3 separate regions of the Mus musculus genome follow, and regions 1 and 3 are each linked to region 2. The links are chromatin contacts, called in public HiChIP or PLAC-seq maps. All regions are on one chromosome and are shown on one strand. The core of a region is the stretch at or near the end of the contact, and the rest is flanking DNA. Distances in the headings are between cores, read along the strand shown. Region 1 overlaps 1700031A10Rik (RIKEN cDNA 1700031A10 gene). Region 2 has its middle 21 kb from the start of Rpp21. Region 3 holds the start of Gabbr1 (gamma-aminobutyric acid (GABA) B receptor, 1).

Region 1 (3,613 bases), core at 996-3,495, 690 kb before region 2:
CAGAGTAACGTGGGATGGTCCATTTAGGTGGGAGATGTTGGCTTGAAGGAGTGGGAGCCGATGAAGCTGGCATAAGCAGGTTCATCTGAAGCATAATTTATAGATAGAACTGACAATGTGTTGGAGTAAGTTTCAGAGGGCAAGAAAAATTAAGGACGTTATTTTTTCTTTCCTGTTAGGTATTCTTTTCTTTGTTTCTTTATTTCTTTATTTCTTTGAGGTATGTTTTCTCTACATATCCCTGGCTGTCTTGGAACTCACTATGTAGACCAGAGTGGCCTCAGACTCGCAGAGCTCGATCTGTCTCTGCCTCCTGAGTACTGGAATTAAAGGCATACCCCAAAAGAGATGAGTTCTTAATTCTGCATCCATACCAGTGCTATGACGGAAACACTTATGACGGAAACCTCCTAATGAACTTTAGCTATCAGGATGGAGTCAAGAGGAGAGGAGATAAGTAGTAAGGATTCCTGTTTCTGTCAGACAACTGTGTGTAAGGACTCTGTCCTTCAGGTGGAACATTCTTTACTGTGACCTCACCTGCTCTGCTCTTCCATTTCCTGAGTATCTACTTTACAAACCCGTCACATAATTTTTTTTTTAAAGATTTATTTATTATTTATACATAAGTACACTGTAGTTGACTTCAGATGCACCCGAAGATGACGTCAGATCTCATTACAGATGGTTGTGAGCCACCATGTGGTTGCTGGGATTTGAACTCAGGACCTTCAGAAGAACAGTCAGTGCTCTTACCAGCTGAGCCATCTCGCCAGTCCCAATTTTTTTTTTTTTTTTACTTGACAAGTTATGTCAGCACTCAGAAAATTTCAAAGTTGAGGGCGTTTGCAATTTTAGATTTTTTTTTTTTTTTTGGATTAGAAACAATAATGACCAATCTGTATCCTCCTTCCTGGGAAGGAGGACAAGGAATTCTGGGCATGGCACCTTAATTACAATTTCAGTAGGTAATAAACAAAGCTTGGGAGAGGGCAAGAGGAGGAGTTAATTGCTCATCTTCAGGGAGCTTGTCAGGATGGAGGGAAAGACAGGCAACAGCTCGGAAGCAGAAGCTGCTGAGGCATTGGGATTCGCCGCACAGATCACGTGGCTGTAGCAGAGGGGATGTTAAATCGGTAACCTGAGGCATGGCCTTGGCATCACTGTAAGGACTTTCTTTAGTGGGGGTGGGGTGATGGGATGGGGCTGACTGCACTGGTAGCAGCAGCACCATTGCCAGTTGGATTGGATGTGATGTGAGAGCAGATGAGGAGTTGAGAAGACGTGGATTGGCCCAGGACCAATGTGGCTATTAGCAAGCAGCTTAGATGAGGAAGACTGTGAATGAAGATGAAGAGTCAAATGTCAAGGGGTTGAGAGAATGGGGCTCAGTTCCCAGAACCCACATTGGGTGGCTCACAACTACCTGTAACCCAAGTTCCAGAATTTTTAACAGCTCTATGGGCATCTTAACCAATATGGTACACATACAGACTAACAGGCACACATACACATAAAATTCTTTAACAATCAATTTTTTTTTAAAGTTAAAGATTAAACTAGGCATGGTAGTACACCTTGTCATTACAGCTCTCTGGAAGCTGAGACAGGAACCATTCCTGAGAGTTAGAGGCCCACACGGATTACATAGCAAGACCCTGGAAGGAGGAGGGGAAGAGAAATGAGATAGCATAAGGGTACCCAATGCAGCTGTGTGATGACATCTATGGAATCCATCAACGTGTACAGTGACTATACAAGAGAGAGTTAAAGGCTGGATGTGTGAATCCGGGTTTGTCTGTCATGAACTGTGCAGCCCTGGATAAGCATATGGCATTATGGGTGGTGGTGAAACTAAAATAATCCCTATTAACATTAGCCATTTGTAATTTTCATGTATTTCTTTCCTGCTCTCTTACCTGGTTCACAAGAGTCTACACATCTCCTTTATTGTAAGGAACCTGGAGGGCTGGCAGAATAGGAAGTTCATTTGCACACCATCAGAGTCAATGTCAGCCTTAGGGACACAGCAGACAGTAGTGCTCCTGCTCCCCATAATGTTAAACCTTGACTCCTGACTCCCAGGGATATAATGACTCAAACAACAGGGACATGGGCAGTGAGTCAGAAACATGAAAGAAACGTGAAGCAGAGAAGGCTGGCTGGCGAAAGAGACAACACAGAGAGTGACCTAGGAAAGCCTCTTGAGCTGAGAGTCAGTCTATCTATGTGCTTCTGGGTCTTGGCCCAAAGAACCAACTCTCCCTCCCTCTTTCCTTCCTCTTCCCTGATGACTTGTCACCAAAGTATCACAGGCATGCTGTTGGCAGCCAGCCTGGCAATTAGTTCAGGAGCCTCTCCCTTTGACTTCCTCTAGAGTCAAGCCTCCAGAGATCCCCCAACTCACCCCTCCAGCCTTGCCCAATTCTATGTTGCATTTCTGGAAGTAAGCATTGGCCTCAGGACCTACCTAGGCCTCTCAGCTCCTCTCCTGGATCCCCTCCTGGCGGGGAGATGGCATCTGGCACCCTTTTATCTACAATCTCAGAACACTTTTGTGAGCATCTTTGAAACCTGGGTTTGGTAGCTGTGTCCACACCCATGCTGCTCCCTGTCCCAGGGGGGCATGCAAAGCATGAAGAGTAGGAGGGACTTCAGAGAAGCAGAGGAAATGGTGCTTACAAAAGTTTGTGAGGTGCTTCCAACAAAACTGTGAAGAGCTGTCACTGGGAGGAGAAAGGTGAGGTGGACACTGAGAAGGGACTTTGGGAAGACAGTGCCCACCAAGGCAGATGGAGAGCAGAAGGCGAGAAACAACCACACCAGAAACAAATCCAGCACAAGCAGTGGAGAGTCTGGCAGAGTGGTTGAATCTGCTACGGAATTGTTACAGTTGGAGAAGAGGCAACAGTGTTTCATATTGCTATAGCACCTTCAGTCTTCATTCCACATTCGTCATAGATATCATCACTCCCATTTTAGAGATCACAGATGGAGGAATCCAAGCTGAAAAAGTTGACATGAATCATGTGGCTAGTAAAAATGAGAATTCATTCTTTCTGGAGCAGAGGAGACCCGTAGATCTCTGGGGCTGACTGGCTGACCAACTAACTTTCTTGTCAAGCAAGCTCTAGCCCAATAAGAGACTTTGTTTCAAAAAAACAAGATGACTTTGTTTCAAAATAAGGGACTTTGTTTCAAAGACAAGCTCCTGAGAAATGACAGCTAAGGTGGAGCGCTCGCACGCGCGCGCACACACACGCACACACACACACACACACACACACACACAGGAAAAAAGCTGGACTTGGACTTGATGACCCATACTTTTAATGTCAGCACTTGAAAGAGAGGCAGGCTAGCTAGGGCTACATAGAGAAATCTTGTATCACAAAACAAATTTTAAAAAAGAGAGATTTATCTCTCCCCCCCACCCCACCCCCCTACTATAGCAGCGTCTGTTAAAGGGTGAGAATAGATATCATCCTGTCCCACCACCACCACCACCACCACCACCATCACCACCACCACCACTACCACCACTACCCACTTTAAGGGCCTGGTCTCATTGTAGCCAAGGCTGGCCTTGAACTATTGATTCTGTTACCTTCAT
Region 2 (3,716 bases), core at 158-2,657:
CTCACTTGTCGGGGATGGATTCCCTTGCCCTATGGAAGATTTCAAAGTCTGCACCCACATCCTAAATGTCTCGAACAACAGAGATGCAGATAGCAATTACTTTTCACTCTGTGCCTCCCAAACTGGCAGACATATGAGGGTGCTATGAACAAGGGAACCTTGTACATAGCCTACCACCTGACTGGGTATGGGACCTGCATGTTAGTTCATTTGGCCACGCCATTTCTCATGGCATTCAATTCTTCCACTTAATAAAAGCAAATTCCAAGGTTCATACCTCAACTGTCCATGTTCAAAGGAAGCTTTCAGATAAGCTGCCTTCACATTCAACACCTTTGGAAAGCTCTTCTGCATACAATCTTATGAAAAATGACTTCAGTAGGACTCTAACTTAATGCTTTTATTGATTATTTGAAAATTTCACATGATGTATCCCAATCCCATTCACATCCCAGTCCCCCAAGTTGGCCCTCCCTTATACTCTCCCCCCCCCCCACACCAAAAAAGGAAAAATACCAAGTTTAATTCGTGTTGCCCATATACTTACTGAAGCGTTGTCAAACTCCCAGTGGCCAGCCTCTTAAAGATACCTGGTTCCTTCCTCACCCCGCCCCTGACAGAAGCCATCAGCTGTGTCAGGTCAGCATCCTTATCACAATTTTTAAAAGTTCTCTTCAGTGGCTTTTCTTTTTCTTTTTCTTTTTCTTTTCTTTCTTTCTTTTTCTTTTTCTTTTCTTTTCTTTTCCTTTTCTTCCTTCCTTCCTTCCTTCCTTCCTTCCTTCCTTCCTTCCTTCCTTCCTCCCTCCCTCCCTCCCTCCCTCCCTCCCTCCCTCTCTCTCTCTCTCTTTCTTTCTTTCTCTGTGGGCGATAAGGAAGAGGTTCTCACAGAAGCGTTCTATGTCTCTCATTCTCAGACTGAAATCATACATACCCTGGCCTTTATAGTCAGCAGCACGCCCTTAGGGCTTCAGCCTGGCAGTTTCTGGCTTCAGTATGGACCACAGTGTGGCACTCAGCAGCACGCATTTGGGACTTCCGCGGTTGCGGGCACTAGTTATAAAGTCCACCCAGATCCGCAGGAATCAAACCCGCCCTTAAAGTCTAGATCTGCCTGATGGCGCTCTGCGGGTTTCTCCTATGGCTGGCAGGCGTTCTAGCCCCCGCCACAGTCCTGAGCTGGTGACTGCGGTGTCCTGAGGGAATTGGCCTCTGCGGGGAGGAGCGGGTGGGTGGAGTGGGGCTCCACTGGGGAAGCCCCGCCCCTGCATCGCCAGCTGAACCTTCCGTCTCTTCTCCACCCGGGTCCCAAACCCTAAGCCCTGCTCCCCTCCTGGCCAGAGCACCGTCCTGGAGTCCTGGGAGGACGTCGGAGTTTCACCGCCCGCCATCCACAGGCTCACACTAGCTGTGGTATTCCCTCATCGCCGCCTCCGGACCCGCCTGGGCCTCAGGGAGCCCGGTATCATGGAACTCAGTTTAGTGAACCACAAGGAATTCCTGCCATTTGATAAAAATGCCCTGGCCCCAAGCCATGTGGCTAGAGCAGGAGGGGATGGAGTACCAAGAGCAAGAGACACAGAGAGCCAAGAATGAGGAGCAGATTTTCCAAGTGAACCCTGCTCTTAGCTACTACAACCAGCCCTTTATAGTAAGCAGCACGCATTTTGGACTTCTACAAGGCTTCTGGCTCAGCATGGACCACAGCATCTCAGTCTGTCCTAAGTTTTATCTTCTCCCCTAAAGATTTATTTATTTTATGTATATGAGTACATTGTACATTGTAGCTGTCTTCAGACCAGAAGAGGGCATCAGATTCCATTACGAATGGTTGTGAGCCATGTGGTTGCTGAGATTTGAACTCAGGACCATAGGAACAGTGGTCAGTGCTCTTAACCACTGAGCCATCTCTCCAGCCCCCGTGAGTTCACATTTTTAAAGCATCTTTCCAGGGATCGGCTCTTCTCTGATATTTCCAGGAAGACTTCAGGCTCTGCTGATTCCTCTGCTGCCTCCTCCGCCTGGGAGCCTCCATGGAACTCTCAGGCTCCTCAGAGCTACTCCTCAGGCTGCAGGCAGGAAAAGTTTGGGTGGACCTACTTGAAGCTCAGGATCTGAGCCCAAGTTAATTTGTCAAAGAGATGGTGGCTCCCTTTACAAAGCTCCTATGTGCTTGTTCCTTATGCAGGAGTCTGATGGAAACAACCTGCTACTTACAGTTTCCTTAACCCACTACTATCCAGATGTTGGCAGCACACACTTTTAATCTCAGCACTTGGAAAGCAGAAGCAGGTAGATTTCTGAGTTTAGGCCAACCTGGTCTACAGAGCAAGTTCCACAACACCCAGGGCTACATAGAGAAACTGTCTCTAAAAACAAAACAAAAATACCATGACTCTGGTACATGGTCCAGCCAGTTCTACAATTGCATTTGACCTTATGTTAACTTCATATTTAACCACTTATTGATTTGTATTAATCTTAATGTAAATTTTGTTCTTGTTAACTTTGTCTCTTAATGTTTCTGACACGGTTGTACAGTTATCACCACCTGACTCATGTTCTGTATCTTCACCATCTATTAGGTTATTTTGTGTCCCCATAGATGGACCCCCTACTGAGGTACACGAACTACTTCTTCTACATAGTGGGTTTTGTCATCTTGAAAGAGTTACAGCCTGCCTCAGTCCCTGACTGGAGATCTCTGAAAGGGAGCCATACACATCAAATAATAAAAACAATATAGAGAGCCATCAAGAAAGGCAGTCGCTCTAACACGGGAGGACCTGAGTTTGATCCCAGGGATCCACAGGTAAGAAGACGCAGGTCTCTTGAAATTTATTCTGAGGCTGTCACAGTACTTGGCGGAATACATGAACACACACACAAACACACACTCCCTACACACAAACATATCACCACTACCACCAGGACCATCACCAACACAAACAAACAAAGACACAAAGCACACCAGCTTTTGTTCCACATGTGACTTTTTTTTTTTGGGGGGGGGGGGGGGGTTTGAGACAGGATTTTTCTGTATTGCCCTGGCTGTCCTGGAACTCACTTTGTAGACCAGGCTGACCTCGAACTCAGAAATCCCCCTGCCTCTGTGTTGTGTCCGGCCAGCAGACCACAACCTGGGTTCTAGCCTGGAAAGGCATTTTGGAAACCTGGAAGAGAAGAGGGGCTAGGTGGCGAGAGAAAGAAATGTAGCCAAGACAGTTATTCTGATCAAAGCTCAAATTTTACTGTTGTGACACTCAGTTATGAAGGAAGGGGGAGGGGACCCGATTCCCGCCGAATAATCTCAGATCCAGTAGTAGGGTGAGCACGTGATGGCTTCAGAACAGCAAAGCAGCAGGTTTCAGCAGTGGGCGTGGCAGAGAGAATGAGCAGGAAGCTCCACCCCTGAGCAAGCAGGTTTCAGGCTGGGGGAGGGGAGACTACACCTCTGCCTCCCGAGTGCTGGGATTAAAGGCATGTGCCACCACGCCCGGCTCAACATGTGATTTTTATGCCCATTTTGGGATAAAGAGTGGTGTGACCACATCCCCAGGTCCCTCACCCACCCTCCCACCCCACCCACCCCATGAATTAACAGTCAGGAGTAGTGTGGGCACAGAAAGGAGTCTGGCTGTAGCTGAGTGCAAAGACAAAAAAGTTCTCAGAAGGATGGCTTGTGGCAAAGTCCTATCCCCAGGAAAGACCCACAGCCT
Region 3 (4,014 bases), core at 626-3,125, 810 kb before region 2:
CTAGCTGCTCACAGCAACACCCCTCCTCCTACATAGTACTCATTCATTAAACGTATTTGTGAATTTGGTTCCACTGGATTTAAATTGCTGACTTGCAAAACAACTAAGGATGGTCTGCAACTGAGAATGGAAGGGCCTGAAGGAAGGGGGCAGGGATGGTGGGTGGCTTCCCAGGCTACTCACCACAGCGACTGGGTGTGTCCATATCCGTCCAGGAGCCGTTGGCCAGGCACTTGCGCACCTTGGGCCCCACCACCTCGCGTTCGCCCCGGCACACATATTCAATCTCATAGTCCACAGGCAGGAAATTGATGGCCTTCACCTGGTCGCGAGTCAAGCCACGGTACCTGATGCCACCTTCCCAGGGCGGATGTATAATCTGGCAACCTGAGAGGGAATGGGGAGGCACAGGGGAACCGTGGGAGCGGGAAGGCAGCGCGCAGTGGAAGGGGGAAGAGCAGGGCGTGGTCAATGGTGGGGTTGGGGCAGGGGGACAGAAAAGGAGGGGCACACGGGACACACGACTGGAAGCTGGGAGTGGGAACAGTTAAGAACCCCAAGCTGCAGAACCCAGCGTCGTGGGTTAGGGCTAAAGCTGGTGCGAGAGTCCACCGGTTAAGAAGTATAATGGAGACAAATATCTAAGAAGAAATCCTAAGGGCTATAATGTTCGGTGGTTTAAATGAGGGACAGGGCCGAAGGAGAATACCGGTGAGGACCACACAAACCCACTGAACAAGGACCACACAAACCCATCAAAGCAACAAGGTGGACTACGGAAGGGGGGCGCTGTAGTAACGTGGGGCCCGGAAAGGGAGGTGGGGCTGAGATAATTCGGGGTCACAGAAAAACGGTGTAGTGTAGCAACGTGAGGTAGAGGAAATGGGTGCTGGTGGTGATGCGGAGTGACAGAAAGGAGGTCAGGAGTTGTGAAGTGGCTGCGGACCAGGATGCCAGGGATGGGGGCGGGGGGAGGTCCTGCCGCAAGAGTGATGAGGAAAGGAGACGTGCAAGGAAACGAGCTGTGGGGTGGAAGAGGTCCAGGGCGCCGGAGATGGGTGCACCTTCCGAGGTGACGTTGGGGGTCTGAGCCCCGCCAGCGCCCAGGGGGCGGAGGAAGAGAGGCACCAGCAGCAGCAGCAGCATCTGAGGAAAAGGCAACAGTGAGGGCACGGAGGAGCCCGCCGGCCGCGGCCTGGGCCAGCCGACGGACAGGTCTCGCTCCGCGCACCTCACGGGCTCCAACCGCGCGGTTCGGGACGCGAAGGGCGCCCCGCGGAGGAGGCGGGGGCGGAGCCGCACGGGCTGGGGGGGAGAGGAGGAGAGAGCGCCTGTCCCCACCCTCCTCCGGCCTCCCTCGGCCCCCCACCCTCCCGGGACTCCACCTCCTCTCAGCAGCCCCTGTGGCTAGCGCTAGCCCAGCTTACCCACGCTCAGGGGTCCCGCTACCCCATCACTCGCCTCTCGCACCCGAACCCCACGCACCCCCCGGCCCTACCCTACGTCCACCGGCCTCCTTGCCAAGCCCCGGTCGTGGGGCCCCGGTCTTACCTCGGCGGCCGGTCCCGCTCCGCGGCTCTCCCCGGGCCTCAAGGGCCCAGGCCCGGCCGCGGCTCCCCGTTCTCCCTCCCGGTCCTCCAGCTTCCCCTCCCCCTGTTCTTCTTCCACAGGAATCCAGGCTCCAGCCCGGCCGGGGTCTCTCCCCTTCGCGATCGCTACCCGCAAACCCCACCCCCGTCTCTCCTTCCCCGGGGCGACGGCGGCCGCGAGAGCACGGTGCCGGGAGGGAAGGAGGCGGCGCCGGGGACCGGGGAAGCTCTCGGGCGGAGGGAGGAAGGAGGGTGCAGGGGAAGACGGGGCGGGGGGAAGGGAGGGGGAGATCGGAGAGGGCGCCTCCCACAACCCGAGCCCCAGGAGCCGCCCCGGATCCCGGCCCCTCCCTAGACCGCCCACGGCGCGGGAGGGCGTAGAGGTAGGATGGAGGGGAACATAGGCGACCACGCATGCAGGCGGGGGACTAAGAGCTGCCGAGAGACCCGCAGACTAGACTGATGGAGACAGGAGGGGGGGCTGTAGGGGGTTATAGGACCCAAGCCTAAAGCAGAGGAGCTGGCACAAAGACAAGGAGCCTGGATGAAGGTGAAGAAAGGATGTGTTTGTACAAAAGGAAGACAGATCTGGACCTGGCGTAAGGAGGGAAGACGTCATATGCCTGGGGAACAGACCTTGAAGGGGAAGGGAGAATCAAGGGTCAAAAGGGCAGCCGATGGTGGAGGGAGCACTAGGAGAAAAATAGGATAGAAGAGCTAGAACTGGGAGCCCCGGGTGGCTCGTTAGTCCAGCAGTAGGCTACTTGCCAGCTTATGGCGGGGAGCAAGAGATCAGGGGCATCAGAAGAGATACTGAGGTAGATGGAGAAAGGAGAGGGCATAAAGAAAGAAAACCTCTACGTGAGCATGAGCCTGTATTATCAACACTCGGACCAGACCTGCCATTCTTGACTAAGGGTAAACTGGAGGCCCTGACAGAGAAGTCTGACAGCCAAAGCTCCTGCATTGCGATTGTCTGTCCATAACTTGATGGACAGAAAGATGAAAAAGGGAGTGTGGCGGGGGCTGGGGGAGGCACTCCTTTGCTGGCTAGTTCTTCCAGAGAGGTGGGTGGAAAGCAGGTATTATGAGACCCAGGAGAACCAAGGCTCTCAACCTTCAACCCTATGTTAGAACAAGTATTTGTAATGACTCCTAAACCACGAACTAATAATCATAGATTACATCACTTCCCTATGCACGTGACTAAAAAGAACAAAATATTTCCCCATCTATAAGAAGGAGCATAGCAATTTGCTACAACATAAACAGTATTTTAGAGTGAGTGCCGTTTCCCTCGAAGCAGGCAAATGCTTACACCTCTCCTTAGAGTCACAGAAATGAAACTTCTACCAACACACTGATACAGGTGCATAGCCAGTGACTCAACTACCTCCGGCATGTTGCCATCAATGTAGTGACTTCAGGAAATGTTGAGCAACTCTTGGTAGCAAAGTCAAGCTTCCCTAAACTCACACAGAACTGTAATTGCATTCCTAGAAAGTTCGCTGCATATTCAGACCATTAAAAAAAAAAAAAAGACTATTAAGTTCTAGGCTCAGATAATTAAACACAAGTTTTTACCTACATGAATGTCCTGGGGGACTTCTGAAAATCTGGATAAAGAGAGAACTCTTATCTGGCAGGAGGACAGCTTTTACACAGGTTCTACCCATATGTACACCCCCTCTCACAGTTCTAAATACAAAAAAAAAAAAAAAAAAAGCCCCACAAGCTTTTAAATGTTGCCTGGAAAGAGTCTGAGAACCACTGGACTAAATAGTGAGCAAAAGAGAGTAGGAAGGAGTTCTAACCACCAGAAGAGACAGCCACCCTCCTCTGAGTGGCCTGCCCTCTCAATAAGACCAACTGAAGTTATGGATACCAGTGAGGGAAGTTTCTCAGATAGTCAAAAAGAAGAGCTACCTGGCCGGGTGTGGTGGTGCATGCCTTTAATCCCAGCACTTGGGAGCAGAGGCAGGCAGATTTCCGAGTTCGAGGCCAGCCTGGTCTACAAAGTGAGTTCCAGGACAGCCAGGTCTACACAGAGAAACCCTGTCTCGAAAAAAAAAAAAAAAAAGAGCTACCTGACTCTGACTGACTCTCTGCCAGGCCTTGGCTAGTTCTTCTAGCCAGGTGGTATCCTGTGGTCCTGGCAAAGCTGAGTTCACAAACCCCTCCCCAAGTCCAGCAGGACCCTGCCTCAATGCAACATCTGAGCAAGCATGCTCCCTGGGATCACAGACTACTCCCAACATCTTTGTGTAAGCACTCTGATTTGCTTGCCTCTAGAGCATTCTGTAGCTGCCATTTCCTCCTTTCATACCTTTTCACCCTCCAGTATACTTTCCAGAGTTCCTTATCCATGTTCCTCGGGACACTTGTTTAGATTCTTCCTCAAACCACCATGTGTCAGCCCTGTTCT

What was found. HiChIP or PLAC-seq counts read pairs in DNA pulled down with a chosen protein or histone mark.
Region 1: a contact with region 2 is called in a FOXA1 HiChIP or PLAC-seq map of pancreatic cancer cells. The contact joins two enhancer-like sites. A contact is called at or near these places in 4 of 39 promoter capture datasets (the HPC-7 cell line, cranial neural crest, frontonasal cranial neural crest and 1 more) and 1 of 115 datasets of contacts at active chromatin or transcription factors (pancreatic cancer cells).
Region 3: a contact with region 2 is called in a FOXA1 HiChIP or PLAC-seq map of pancreatic cancer cells. The contact joins the promoter of Gabbr1 here to the enhancer-like site in region 2. A contact is called at or near these places in 4 of 39 promoter capture datasets (cranial neural crest, embryonic stem cells, maxillary cranial neural crest and 1 more) and 3 of 115 datasets of contacts at active chromatin or transcription factors (embryonic stem cells, pancreatic cancer cells and stem cell-derived neural progenitor cells).

Annotation. Positions count from the first base shown.
Region 1 is chr17:36,930,668-36,934,280 of GRCm38.p6, reverse strand. 1700031A10Rik (RIKEN cDNA 1700031A10 gene) reads right to left here. Exons shown (of 3, transcript NR_045439.1): 3 at 849-1,338. Among named protein-coding and RNA genes, the nearest start is that of 1700031A10Rik, 8.7 kb to the right of the region's middle. Within about 2 kb of position 2,245, at least 58 of the 459 cell types and tissues checked have an H3K27ac peak or open chromatin away from gene starts, as enhancers often do. A contact at or near this core is called in pancreatic cancer cells, where this site is marked.
Region 2 is chr17:36,235,167-36,238,882 of GRCm38.p6, reverse strand. No RefSeq gene overlaps it. Among named protein-coding and RNA genes, the nearest start is that of Rpp21, 21 kb to the left of the region's middle. Within about 2 kb of position 1,407, at least 65 of the 459 cell types and tissues checked have an H3K27ac peak or open chromatin away from gene starts, as enhancers often do. A contact at or near this core is called in pancreatic cancer cells, where this site is marked.
Region 3 is chr17:37,043,827-37,047,840 of GRCm38.p6, reverse strand. Gabbr1 (gamma-aminobutyric acid (GABA) B receptor, 1) reads right to left here and starts at 1,875. Exons shown (of 23, transcript NM_019439.3): 1 at 1,552-1,875; 2 at 1,065-1,146; 3 at 184-387. The coding sequence starts at 1,146.